Linked DNA regions of Sus scrofa: region 2 is linked to region 1. The links are chromatin contacts, called in public targeted proximity ligation maps. All regions are on one chromosome and are shown on one strand. The core of a region is the stretch at or near the end of the contact, and the rest is flanking DNA. Distances in the headings are between cores, read along the strand shown. Region 1 holds the start of GRASP (general receptor for phosphoinositides 1-associated scaffold protein). Region 2 has its middle 19 kb from the start of ATG101.

Evidence for each region.
Region 2: a targeted proximity ligation map of skeletal muscle shows a contact between it and region 1. A contact is called at or near these places in 16 of 47 Hi-C or Micro-C datasets (alveolar macrophages, blood, embryonic fibroblasts and 8 more) and 1 of 2 datasets of targeted methods (skeletal muscle).

The regions. Positions count from the first base shown.
Region 1 is chr5:17,355,352-17,362,318 of Sscrofa11.1, forward strand. It overlaps GRASP (general receptor for phosphoinositides 1-associated scaffold protein), which reads left to right and starts at 2,274. Exons shown (of 8, transcript XM_003126148.4): 1 at 2,274-3,069; 2 at 5,147-5,196; 3 at 6,814-6,868. The coding sequence starts at 2,515.
Region 2 is chr5:17,433,748-17,440,619 of Sscrofa11.1, forward strand. No RefSeq gene overlaps it. Among named protein-coding and RNA genes, the nearest start is that of ATG101, 19 kb to the left of the region's middle.

The DNA.
Region 1 (6,967 bases), core at 1,024-3,523:
AGAACCTGTCATAGTGTCCATGAGGCTATGGGTTTGATCCCTGGTCTCGCTCAGTGGGTTAAGGATCTGGCATTGCTGTGAACTGCGGTGTGGGTCACAGACGTGACTCAGATCCCGAGTTGCCATGGCTGTGGTGTAGGCCGGTCGCTGTAGCTCCAACTCGACCCCTAGTCTGGGAACCTCCATATTCCTTAGGTGCGGCCCTAAAAAGCAAAAATAAAGAAGTCGTCTCCAGAGTCAGGACAGCTGGGTTCTAGTGGGTTCTAGTGCCTGATCTGTCACCATCTTCCCCTCCCTGGCTGGCCTCAGTTCACCTCCTTCGTTGATGAGGGCTTGGGCCACCTGGCATCCTTTCTGGACCCCAAGGCCATTTCTGGCCCTGAAGTTCTGGGATTTGAGGAAGTCACGCAATGAGCCTGACGGAAGTTGCATCTCCTGGGCCTGCCTTTACTCTGGGGTTCTCTAGGGACCCCTGCCTGGCAGGAAGAGGAACCATGTGTGCCCTTTCTGGTGCTGTTCTCTCACTTGGAGGTGGGGAGGCCGACTGGCCTGGCTACTGAGAGGAGGTCTCCGTCTCCACGTCACCCTGAAGGAGGAAGGTCTCAGCAGGGCTGGCAGACACAGGTGCGGTGACACTCATGACACCTCCAGGTTTCAGGCAAAGAAGTGTCCCTTGGGTAACCCCCGGGATAGGTGGGGTGGCCGTATGGAAGAGACATAAGATGCCATTTTGAGGGAACCTTCCCGGTTAAGCCTGGGAGTGAAGAAAATAGAAACCATCGCCTCTCCTGCCTTTGCTCGCCTCCCCATCCCCACCCCCACCACAGACGCCGTCTGTCAGGAGCAGGCAGCAGACGGTCCAGGGGTCCATCTGTGCTAATGCTTCACAATAGAGTCCCGTGTTTCCCCACCAACACCCCCTCTGCCCCTCCACTGATGGCCACTTGACGGTGCCAAGGGGGAAGGTGGGAGGAGGGAGAGGAAGGCACTAAGAGAGCCAGCACTTGGCTCCTGGCAGTCCCCAATCCGCCCCCTGCCCCCCACCCAACAAGCATCCTGCCATCTGGACTTGTGTAATCACTGCGGGGTGGAGAAGCACCCCCTCCCACCCACACCTCCTGTAGGGGCTGGGGCTCCAGGGGCCTGGGGGCGGGGAAGAGACAGACAGGGCCCAAGGAGACAGAGACAGACCCCATGGACTGAGAGAGAGAGGCGACAGAAAGCCTTTCCTGGCCTCCCCAGGTTGATGGGCCTCTAGCCCCTCTGCACTCTGCACGCCATGCCTCTAACACAGCACAGGCCCCTGTACCACTCCCTACCTGCCCAAGAGCCTCTCTAACCCACTGCGCACCTGGCCCGGAGCAGGGCTTCAGCAGAGGATGGAGAAGGGCAGAAGACAGCATCGCATAGTGGTTAGATGGCAGGCTCTGCAACCAGGCTGCTCAGGTTTGAGTCGGCTTTGCCTCAGAGTGGCCTAGAGCAAATTCCTTTACCTCTCGGAGCCTCAGTTGCCTCTAGTGCAAGGGATGAAAACAGTACCTATTTCAAAGAGTTGTCATGAAGACCGAATGCATTCATTAACGTGTGCAAAAGACACGCAGAAGAGTGTGCACAGCCCATGGTAAATGCTCAATAAATGTCAGCTATAAAGGAGTAACACAGCTTTGGGAACTCTGGAGGAGGGGACAGATGAGGACAGTGCATTGCTGGCTTCCGTTTAATGGCAAACCTCAGGATGTGGAGCCCCCAGCTTGTGATGCTGACGCTCTGTGGTGGCTGGCCACTCTTCAGACGCCAGGTCTGGCCTTCCACTTCCTCCTCTCATTTCTTATTTGGGTACCACTGACGACAGAGACTTCGGCTGGGCCATTCCTACCCCCCCCCCACACACACACCCCATGGCCTGGAAGCCACTGGCAACACAACCCCACAGGGAGCTGGTATGGTCCTCTAGAAAGGTCAGGGAATGGCTGAGCACCATCCCCCAACCCCGAGCACCTGCTCAGCACGGTCACATCCCCTGCCATGAGTTGGTCCCACAGCAAAGATCTCTCTGCTGGGAAAAGGCGATCTGAGCTCCAACCTCAAGAGCTGTTTGTCCAGGAGGGACCCCCTCTTAACCCTCTGAGTGGACAGGCCAGAATTAAGTCTACAAATTTCTGGGTTTCCACTTCTTCCCTTTCCCCTTGACTTGGGAAGGGGAGGCAGCCGCTTTCAACTCTTCTGGGACCGATGCATAAAGGGGAAATCCTGGGCCCTTTCACTCATTGCGGCGTCTGCATGGTCACGGTCACGTCAGGGCCTTTACCCCTCACCCTGCCTCCTTCTCTTTGCCTTAAGTCTCCTGCAGCCCCGGATCTCCTAGAATCTTACTCTGGGCCTCCAAACCGCCTCAAAAGGACTCCTTAATGTCGCTCCACCGCCAGACTCCTCGGATCTCCAAAGCCCTAAAATTTCAAATCTGGTGCACAAGGCCCTTCGCAGGCCCCTCCCCACTCCTCAGGTATCACGGAGATGCCCTGCCCCCTATCCCCTCCGCGGGTAGCTCTTCCCCCTGTTGAGCGCTCGGGTCCCCAAGAGTTTCCCCAGCATCGGCAGGCCTCCGGAGCGGGGGCGGGGCTCCCGGGCAGCGGCCCCTCGGTGGGCGGAGCCGGTCGCGCTGGGGGCGTGGCCCCGCGAGGCCGCTCCTCCCCCGCCCCTCAGCCCGCCCGGCTCTCCGAACCTATAAAGGGAGGCGACCCACCACCCTCCCAGCTGGCATCTCCGAGCCGTCGCCAGCCCCACCGCGCACACCGAGGGGCACCGGGCGCCGGAGCCATGACCCTCCGCCGACTCAGGAAGCTGCAGCAGAAAGAGGAGGCGACGGCCGCCCCGGACCCAGCTGCCCGGGCTCCCGACTCGGAAGCTGCGCCCGCTGCTCCGACCCCGACCCCGGCCTCAGGCCCCCCTGCCGCAGCCGCCAGCCCTGGGACCCCTGGGGACGAGCTGTACGCGGCGCTGGAGGACTATCACCCGGCCGAGCTGTACCGCGCGCTCGCCGTGTCCGGGGGCACCCTGCCCCGCCGAAAGGTGCGTACCCCCCAACTCCCACGGCCCCCCAGCCCTCGGCGCCATCCGATGTCCCTTCCTCAGGGTCCGCGTAACCCGCAACAGCCCCCATCCGTGCCTGCCGATCCCTATGCACTTCTAGGGTCCCCGAGTGCCTCTCCATTCCTCACCAGCCCGCTGACCCCCACGACACGTTCAGATCCTGCTGGGTCCCCTCGGCCCTCTGCCCAGAAGGCGCAAGCTCCTCCACCCGCGGCCCCGGCCCCCCGCCGCCCCCGAGCTGGGCGGCTCTCCACTCCCAACGCGCCGCCGCCCCGGTCGCCCCTCTCCTTCCTGCCGCCTCCCCAGATCCCCTTCTCCTTCAGCACCCCCAGCCCCACCTCCCCAAGTCCGGTGTCTCGAGGCCCCCAGGACCCCTTGTCTGGGCTTCTTCAGTGGGAGTGGGGAGGCCTCGGGCTGGGGTCCCGCCTCTCGCCCAGACAAGTTGAGGGTCCGCCGGCCCCGGGTGGGGAGGAGGGCGGCGGACGCGCCGCGTGCCTTCTCTCCGGGGAAGTGAGAGCGGCGCCGCCAACTCCGAGAGCTCACCCTTCCGAAGGGACGCCCGGATTCCTGGGCTCGGGGCCTGCCCTGCGTCTGAGTGCGGGGCGTGAGGCCACCGCTCCCTGGACGTCAGCCGCCGCGACCGGACGCGGTGGGAGGGGAAGCCGGGCGCCCGCGGGGCAGGAAGGATGCGGGCCGCGCCCGCCCTCTGAGTGGCCCCCGCCGGCGGGCTCTTTCCTTTGGCCTGAGGGGGACCCGAGCGCTCTGAAAGGAGAACTCAAGACCCGGGTTCAGGAGAGGGGGCTGGTGGCCTTTCCCCTCTCAGCTCCCCCCACCCTTTCCCCTGGCTCCCCCCACCCCCAACACAATGAGCAGCTTGTTGAGAATTTGCATTTTATGAAAATCGGGTGGAAAACAAAGGGGTCTCTCTATGTTGCCCAGTCCTTCCCCCCCTGGCCCCTTTGGGAATTGTCCCCACCCCTGAGGCCCATCTTTGGTTCCCAAGAAAGAGGGTTTCCTTCTCTTTCCTCCTTGGGGCAGCCTGAGGGGAGGTTTAACAAGGACACTGACCAGGAAGGCCTTGGGCTGTTTGGGGCACACAGAACAACGATGGACCTGGGCCTGGACTTTTTCCCAGGAATAATAATTTAGGGAGAGAGACTAGTTTTTCAGGGACCCAAAAGAAGTAGGGACCTTCCGCTCTGTCATCCCCCACACCAAAAACAAAACAAAGCAGAAAAACCAAAAAACACCCAAACTCCCAATCTCTCTCCTTGAGAATAGTGAGACTTAAGGACAAGTTTGAGATCTAAGTGGGGTTTTTTTGTCCCAGAAAACAACAAAATATATGGCAAAATTGAAAGGCCCGGGTGGAGCTAAACACAGCTGCCACTTGCAGCTGTATCCAGAGCTGGTCCCTGAAAAGGTCTGTACTTTGGGGTCCCTCTGTCCCCTGCCTTTCCATGCTCAGGCTGAAACTGTCAGCCAGCCCTCCACACCTGGCCTCTGACCCCAGCTCTCCCAAGCCACGCTCTGCAGCTGATAAATTAGGAGGAGAGACCCATGTGGTCCTGGGGGCTCTGGAGTATCTAGACAGGCAAGCCCAGGGGCCTCCTGCCCCTCTCTGAATAACACCTGAGACGAACCCTTGCTTCAGCTGGTAGGGTCTAGGGCTCCTGAGCCCCTGTAGATACACGCCCTGGGGGTGGAGTCTCTCCTATCTAGATTAATGACCCCCCCACACACCAGACTGGGAACCAGCACAGGGCTTCATGCACCCAGCACCCATGAGGGCTGTTGTGTCTCCACAGTCCTGGTTATGGGGGTGGGTAAAGCTTGGGGAGAAAGTTATGGGGATACTGACAGTGGCACTCTGCAGGTAGCTACACCAGCAGGAGAGCAGATGTGGAGCTGGGGCCGGGTAGACGGGCAACAGGGACTGGGATGCTGGGTCTGAGGCCAGAGCCCAGGCGAGGAGCTCCCCAAAGGCGGGCTCTCAGCATCTGCTTCAAGACGGCTCCCTCTCACCTGCTCCTTCCTGATTCTCCTTCCCACCCAGGGCTCCGGATTCCGCTGGAAGAGTCTCAGCCAGAGTCCTGAACAGCAGCGGTGAGTCACCGTTACCCCAGCCCCTAGACGGGTCCAAAAGGGTGAGGTGCTGGGGTGGGGGCAGCACGACACAGCATCTCAGGCCAGCCAGTGGGGAGTCACGCTCCTGCCCTTTCAGCACGGCTCCCTCACTGAGAATGGGGGGCAGGTGGGGGTGTGGGCTGTGTCAGGGGGGTGGCAAAGGAAGGAGGTAGGCACTTTTGAGTCATCAGGTGCTCCTCAAGCCGCCCCCAGTCCCTGCCAGGTCCCCCTCCCTGGAGAGAGCTGCTCTGGGGGGGGGGGAAGCAGGAGAGGTCTTTGGGGCTCAACCGAGCCCTCCCAGCCCCAGCAAACCTCGAGGGCCCAAACCATGTTCCAGCTGCTCAAGTGGAGCGGCCCCTGCCTCCAGAATTTCAGTCCTCTGCTGGTCCCATCCTGGGGCAGGGGTGCCTCTTAGGAAGGCTTTGAGATGAGGGCAGAAGGAGGTGCTGACTCTGGCCCCACTCTGCCCATGTCCCATCTTGATTCAGGCCTGGCTTCTTCCAGAATGGATCAGCAGACTATGGCCTGCTGGCCAGGTTGGCCTGACTGAGCCTTGAACTAAGAGTCCTTTTTATATTTCTAAAGGGCTCTAAAAACAAAAACAAAGAACCATGTAGGACAGAGGCTGTCCACTATTTTAGGTCTCAAAAAGAAAGGCTAAAATGTTTTCTGTCTGACCCTTTGCAGAAAAAGGTTGCCAGTCCTTCTAGAAACCCAGAGAGCCCTGGAGTAGATACAGCAGTCACCCTGCTCCCCACCCCAACACACACAGAGGGGGAAAAGCCTGCATTCAAAGCAGGGAGGAGCTCAGGCTGGGGTTGGGAGTTGCTGCTCTGCTCTTGGGCGGGAGGGTATGCGGGGCAGGTTTGGGCCCTGAGAGGCCTGGGTCTCCAGGGCCTTTCTGAGGCCACGAGGCGGCTCGAAGGGGCCTTAACTCTGCCTCTGGCAGGCCGGGAAGGAAGGGGATGGGGGTGGGCAGAGGAAACTCTGGGCTCCCCCAGCAGGCGAGGATCTGGAGCAACTCCAGACCATTGTGTCCAGTGGGCAGGCCGTCAGTCAGTGCGGGAAGGGGCGGCCTCGAGGCTCCCCTCCCCCCTCCCGAGCCCTCACATCTGGTGGGCTGGCCCCACCGCAGCTGGGAGGAGCAGCTGTGGTCTGGGCCCGAGCCTCGTGACCGGCCTCTGGGGGTGGGGCCAGCCCTCTCCCCAAGGCTCCGGAGCCGCCAAGGAGCAGAGGACGCCCTAGGCTGGGGCCGAAGTGGGGGCCTCAGCTAGCCAGCAAGTGGTATTCTGGGGCTCACTGGAAAGCTGGGCGTGTGGCCCAAAAACTCAGCTAGCCCCCCGGGCCCCGGGGGCCAGGCATTCCTGTGCCTCCCTCTCCAGAGGCTGGATTGATTCTGTGTGGCTCCCTGAAGCTACCTACGGTCAGCTACACATGGGGAAGGACGTGCCGGCAACCTGTGACCCGTGTGACATGTCTCTGGGACAGTGAGCCCGGCCCAGATGTTCCGGAGCAGACCCCAGCATCAGTGGGGGCCACGCTCTGGGACCACCCAGCTCCTTTTAATCCTGACAGTCTTTCCTGTGTCTCCTGCAGGAAGGTTCTGACTCTGGAGAAGGAGGAGAACCAGACCTTTGGCTTTGAGATCCAGGTGGGAGAAGCGGGGTGCTGAGGAGGGGAGGCGCGGGGAGGCCAGTCTGCGGGATGGGTGGATCCTGTCCCAGCCTTGGGCTGAGGGCCCCCTGTGTGT
Region 2 (6,872 bases), core at 449-2,948, 78 kb after region 1:
TGTGTCAAGTTTGAAGCACATCCAAGGTGGGCAATTAGTGTATGGGACTGGGACTCAGAAGAGAGACTTGGGCCCTCGTGTGGCTAGAGACAGATGGAGCTGTGGGAAGGGACCAGGTTGGGATGAGAAGGGAGGAAGCTCAGTGGGCCACCACTTAAAGGCAGGACACAAGAGGAGCTGGCAAGGCCGCAGAGGAGGGTCGCCCAGGGAGGTGGGAGGGAAGCCGGGAGTGGGCTATCTTGGGAGCCAGGGAATGATGGATTTCGAAACTGGGGGTGGCAAGGAGTTTCTGTGCTCCCCACCCTCAGGTTTTGGTGTGCTGGGATGGGGCCTGCAGGCTGAGATGTGGAGGGAGGGGGTGCAGGAGGCTTCTTGCTACATAAGGCAACCCCGGGCCTTTAACCCACTGAGGGAGGCTAGAAATCGAACCTGCATCCTCATGGATACTAGTCAGATTCATTTCCACTGAGGCACGACAGGAAGTCCAGGGTGGGCTTTTTTTTTCTACAGTTTACTCCTTTGTAAGTGTGAATGCTCAACACACACACACACACACACACACACACACACACACACACACACACCCCTCATCTTCCTTGGAAGCTTCGCTTTCAAGCTGCAGCCTCTTCTGCGAGGCCTGCCTCCTGCCGGCAGGGCTGAGGCTTCAGCCGAGTTGCCCACACCCACGGCTGCTCGGCTGCTCGGTTAACCTCGACACAGCGCCCAACTGCTCCTCTCCCGAAGCCCCTCCTTCAGAGGCTTCAGGGTCACACCTTCGGTTCTTCCGCCCTGCGCTTTCCAGCATTTGCACTGGTCTCTACTTCCTCCCCATCCGTCGGCGCCTCCCCGCCCCCACTTCCTTCTCCAGGTCAGACTCCGCAGCCGGTGACCCCAGTCCCTCTCGCCCCTTGCCTGACCTCAGTCCTCCAGGGGAGCCCTCCTGGTAGAACCTCGGCCCTGGATGGCTGCTGGGTGCCCCCAAAGAACATCGCGCCCCGGGCGGACGGATGGCCCCAAGAATGGTCACCAGACCCCACAGGACCCTCTCTGCTTTGGGCAGCTCTCTCCCGCCCATTTGCCGAATTCCTGCAAACCACGCCCACTCTCACCTCTGCCCCGCCCCCACTCTCACCTCTGCCCCGCCCCTAGCCCCTCCCTCCCTCTGCTCAGATGCCTTATCTCCTACTTCTCACCGAAAGGGGGCGTCCTGGGGCAAGAATCCCTCCGCTCTGTCTCCAGACCTCTGGAGGCAGGGGCTTTCCACGGGTCCCTGAGAAAGGACCCCCTCTGATTCCTCTGCGCCCCACCCCCTTCACTTTAGTTTCCTTAATGCTCCTTTAACCACTCCTTCTCTGCTGGCTCCAACTTCACACGCTCGGGTTTCTTCCACCTTAAAATAGCCGTCCTCTGCACCCAAGGCTCCTCCAGTTACTAATCCGTGTCTTGTCTCGTCTTTGCAGCCAAACTTCTCCAAAGTTATCCACGCGTGCTTGTCCCGCGTCCTCACCCCTCCATCCTCTCCAGTGTGGCTTCTGTCTACTCTGGCGGCACTGGCGAGTCAGGATCCACCCGGAGTGGATTCTTGAACCTGCTTTTACAGTTCTTCTCTCAGCGGCTACTGGCCGCTCATGCCTCTGCCGACCTCTCCCTCCTCTTCACAGCTGTCCCCATGGTGGCTTCCGTGACAGGTGCAGAAGAAGCTCAGTGAGGTGGAGAGGCGAGGCTGAGAACTGGGCTCCAGCATGATACTGAGTCCGCCCTCTCTGGGTCCCTAACCCTCTCCCTCCTAGTGAAGAGGGGCAAGGATTACACCCACCTAGGGAAACTGAGATGATTGATGTAGACTTTGTCGGGGCACGGGGGGGGGGGGGTGCTGTCCCCCCACCCGGAGCCAGCGTGGGTTGAATCCAGGCTCCCCAGCTCCCAGCTGTGTGGGGTGGGGGTGTCTTGCTTTGCCTCCTCCCTGTCTCCCCTCTCCCTGAGGGTCCTGTACTAGCACCTCCTGTAAACTTGCCCAAAGCTTGCATGCCCAGGGCCTCAGGATGGTCTGAAGACTTTCTCTTACCCTGCATTTTTTTTTTTTTTTTTGCCTATTTAGGGCCACCCTCGTGGCATATGGGAATTCCCAGAAAAGGTGTCGAATTGGAGCTGTAGCTGTCAGCCTACACCACAGCCACAGCCATGTGGGACCCAAACCACCTCTGTGACCTACATCATAGCTCACAGCAACGCCGGATCCTTAACCTACCAAGCAAGGCCAGGGATCGAACCTGCGTCCTCATGGACGCTATTTGGGTTCATTACCACTGAGCCATGAGAGGAACTCCTTACCCTGCCTTCTTGCCCTGGGTGTTCTCTGCCTCTCCTGGAGCTTAAATCGCCGTCTCCATGCCATGGCTCTGAAAGCTGCAGCCCTAGCCTAGCCTGGCTTCCAAACAACGTCATCTTAATGCATTGGTCCGTCTGGCAATGACTGACTCAGCAGTCGCTGGAAAGTACCTCGTATATGAGACCAAGACACCCCTGCCACGGAGCCTACCTTCTGGTGGGAGGGGGCCTCTGATGGACGAGTGAACAAATAGGTTGCAGGCAGTAACACAACAGGGCAGCAGGGTGGGGGTGGTCAGGGAAAGCTTCTCCGAGGAGGCGGCATCTGGGTGGAGACCTGGCCAGGAGGCGGACCCAGCCCGGCCAAGGGCTGGGGCACAGTGTTCCTGCCGGAGGGACAATGGGTCAAAAGGTCCCGCTGTGGGAATGAGATTGGAGCGTCTAAGGGACCAAAAGGAGGCTGGTGCGGCAGGAGCTTAATGAGCGACAGGGAGAGCGACGAGACAGGAGAAAGCACAGCATCCTCACTCCTGGCCTGTCTGCTCCCAGGGCCTGGTACCACCTCCTCCCAAGCCGTTGTCCTCCAGGCACCCCTTCCTTCCCCTGCGCGGCCCCTGCACAGCCCGTCCATCGCCACACATGGCGCATTCTATCTCTGAGAAAGCTTCACTCCATCTCCACCCCTTGCTTCGGCTCTCACCCAGCCCCCACGTCCATCCGTGCTCCTCGGCCCACCCACTCTCCATGGGCGCCGGAGTGGTCTTTTATTTTTATTTTATTTTATTTTGGCTTTTTAGGGCCACCCCTGCAGCATATGGAAGTACCCAGGCTAGAGATCGAATTGGAGCTGTCGCTGCCACCACAGTCACAGCAACGCAAGGATCTGAGCCGCACCTGTGACCTACACCACAGCTCATGGCAAAGCTGGATCCTTAACCCACTGAGTGAGGCCAGGGATCGAACCTGAGTCCTCCTGGATACTAGCATACTAGTCAGATTCCTTTCCGCTGAGCCATGATGGGAACTCCTTGACATCTTTTTTCTTTCTTTTTTTTTTTCCTTTCTTTTTAGGGCTGAATCTGCGGCATATGGTAGTTCCCAGGCTAGGGGTTGAATCTGAGCGGCAGATTCTGGCCTACACCACAGCCAGAGCAATGCTAGATCCGAGCTTCTTCTGAGACCTATGGCACAGCTCCAGGCAACACGGGATCATTAACCTACTGAGCGTGGCCAGGGAATCAAACCTGCATCCTCTTGGATACTGGTCAGGTACTTAACCTGCTGAGCCACAATAGGAACTCCACCTGCTCGACCTCTTCACAGTCTCTTAACCTGAACTGACTGGCCTTGACCTCCTCCCACCCTGCTCCAAATCTATTTCACTGGCTCAGCCTCTGCCCCCGCCAGACCTGCTGGTGAAGGAGGCTACTCCCCCACCCTGGCCCCAGGCTCTTTCTTGACTCTCATTTATTCTCACTTCTCTGACTGTAACAGTCTATCTGGGAGGCAACTGCACCCAAGACAGCCAGTCCCAACACTGGCCCAGATGGAGGAGTTCCAGGTAATGCCCAGGTTCAAGGGTACATGCGGGTAGCTCAGGTAGGGTGGATGGCAGGTGACTGGAGGTGCATGAAAGGGTTATACCTGCTTCACAGAAGGTCCCCAGGGGTGGGGAGGGAGAGGTAGGTTGGCAGCCACACACCAGTCTTCAGTGGGGACTGAGGGATGCTAGGTTTCATTCATTCCACCAGTTGTAAAGCACTTAGTCTGTGCCAGGCACTGCTCCAGACACTGAGGATGCCTCCGTGAGGTGAGGGAAATAATAAGCTATATACATAATTTAAAATAGAGGAGGATATCAGTGTTCCCGTTGTGGCTCAGCGGAAACGAACCTGACTAGTATCCATGAGGATGCGGGTTCCATCCTTGGCCTTGCTCAGTGGGTTAAGGTTCCAGAGTTGCCTTGAGCTTTTGTGTAGGTTGCAGACACAGCTCGGGTCTGGTGTTGCTGTGACTGTGGTATAGGCCAGCAGCTGTAGCTCCGATTCACTGATTCAACCCCTAGCCTGCGAACTTCCATATGCTGCAGCTATGGTCCTGAAAAGCAAAAAAAAAAAAAAAAAAAAAGGGTATCAAATGAACCTATCTACAAAACAGAAACAGACCCTCAGATGTAGACAGCAGCTTGTGGTTGCCAAGGGGGAGGGAGGAGGGAGAGAGATGGACGGGAAGTTTGGGGTTAGAAGATGCAAACTATTACATTTAGAATGGATAAGCAGGAATTCCCCCTGTGGCTCAGTGGTAACAAATCTGACTAGTATCCATGAAGATGAAAGTTTGATCCCTGGCCTCAGTCAGCGGGTTACAGATTTGGCGTGGCAGTGAGATTCGGTGTAGGTTGCAGATGTGGCTTGGATCCCAAATTGCTGTGGCTGTGGTGTAGGCCGGCAGCTACAGCTCTGATTGGTCCCCTAGCCTGGGATCCTCCATATGCCGCAGGCGAGGCCCTAAAGAAAAAGAAAAAGAAAGAAAAACAAAGCAGGGAAACAGGGAGGGTACAGGGAGGACGGTGTAGGGGGAAGGTCGAACTGTTCAGTGAGGTCCTTGGGAAGGTGATGTTTGAGATAAGATCAGAGTGAGAAAGAACGAGAGAGGTGGGAAAAGCACAACAGCAAGAGCCGGGAGCCTGAGGAAGGCGCCCACCCCTGTGGTCAAGAGCAACCGCAGGGAGGCCCAGGGAAGGGTAGGGCCATGAGGAGAGCGGAGGTCAGGATGCCCCCAGGCTCCCAGTCCTGCAGGGGAGAAGGAGTGAGAGGCTGCAGCCCACCAGGTCTTCCATGGAGACCATGGAGACATGTACCCGCCTTGCACATTTTCCCAGGAAACCACCCAAGAATGGGTTCTACTCAAGCAGAGGGCAACCCAGAAATGACGGCGCAGGCCGTGGGGGTGTCCCGGGAGAGAGGGACGCCTGGGCGGTGGGCTCACAAGCTCTCAGGTCTCAGCATCTGCTGGCTGACCGCCCTTCTCATCCAAGAATCCTCAGATGGCCAGCCAGGGGCACAGCTTCTGCTTTAATACTATCCTTGTCCCTGGCTGCCACCCTCCCCTGGCCCAGATCACACTGAACTTTGCTGGAAGATGTATTTTAGCAAAGGATCACGTTAGAGTTCCAAGCCGTGCAGGTGACATGACAGAACATACCCGGTCCATTGTACCAGTGAGGGTCCCTAACGTTTTCTCCTCACTGTCCCCTCTGTGGTCCTCTCGCAGTCCCCTTGCCTCCAGTAGATCTTGCCTCCCCCTGCCTTAGGTGGCCGAGATCGGGGTGTCTGCAGGCGGGGCCTCTGCTGTCTCTGCAGGGGGAGATCCCGGGGCTCCAGCCCCACCCCTATTTCTCTGCCAGGGTCCCTCCCACCCCCGCCTGGACTTCTCACCCCTATGGTGGTAGTTCCTCATGCACAGTGAACGCTCCTGTTTTCATGACTTTGAACCCCTTCTTTGCAAAACAAACACCTGGCTAAAGGTAGATTTACCTCCTTCTTGCAGTGGCTGTCATGACGAGAGCCACCATGGTAGCTGGAACCTTCTCTGCCTGAGCCATCTGCTCAAATGTCAGCTCCAATAGGACAGGAATTTTTACTGTTCCGTTCACCGCACGCAGAGGGCGAGGAGGAAATAGATTCTGGAATGAAAGGCTTAGTCCCTTAAATTTTTTCTTTGATCACAGGGTGGGGTGGAGGGAGAGACTCACTGCATCCTAGTCCCTTAGTTCTCGACAGTGGAAGATTGTGTGAGCTCCCAGGAATGTGCTAGAACCTGTCTGAAGCACCTTGGAGTCGGATCACATGATACACTGCTGGCATGGGTGGAAGCTTTAGAGAAATGACAGCAAAACTGAAGAGGGACAGTTGGCAGATACTGTCATGCTCATCTTTTGGATTTAGATTTAGCAAGAATGAGGTGCTTTTCTTTTCTTTTCTTTTTTCTTTTTTTCTTTTTTTTTTTTTTTTGGCCGCCCTGCCCACAGCATATGGAGTTCCAGAGCTAGGGCTCAGATCTGAGCTATAGTTGCCACCTAAACTGCAGCTGCCGCAATGCTGGATCCTTAACCCATTATGTCAGGCCAGGGATCCCAAGAGGCCACCAATCCCACTGCGCCATAGCAGGAACTCCAAGGATGAGGTTTTGTGAGGAAATCGAATAACTCCAAAATGCTTTCAATCCTGTCTGTCCTTTAGATATCACTCTTCATGGGCCTGCCAAAAAAAAAAAAAAAAAAAAAAAAAGGCTCATTTTTTTTTTCCTCTGTATGCAAGCGGGGTGGAGAGGGCAGGGCTGTGTGATGATTGGCTGAGGGCTGGAACAGTGCGATCCAGCACCTGGGAGCATGCGCGGGCCAGGGGCTGCGGAAGCGGTGGGAGCAGAAGCAGTCACTTCAAAGGCACAGGTGGCAGGCGAAGGGAACATCGTGCTGCCTGCTGGGTCCTGAATTTGAATGTCTGTTTCCTTTTAAAATGTCTTTATCAGACGCCAAATGTTAC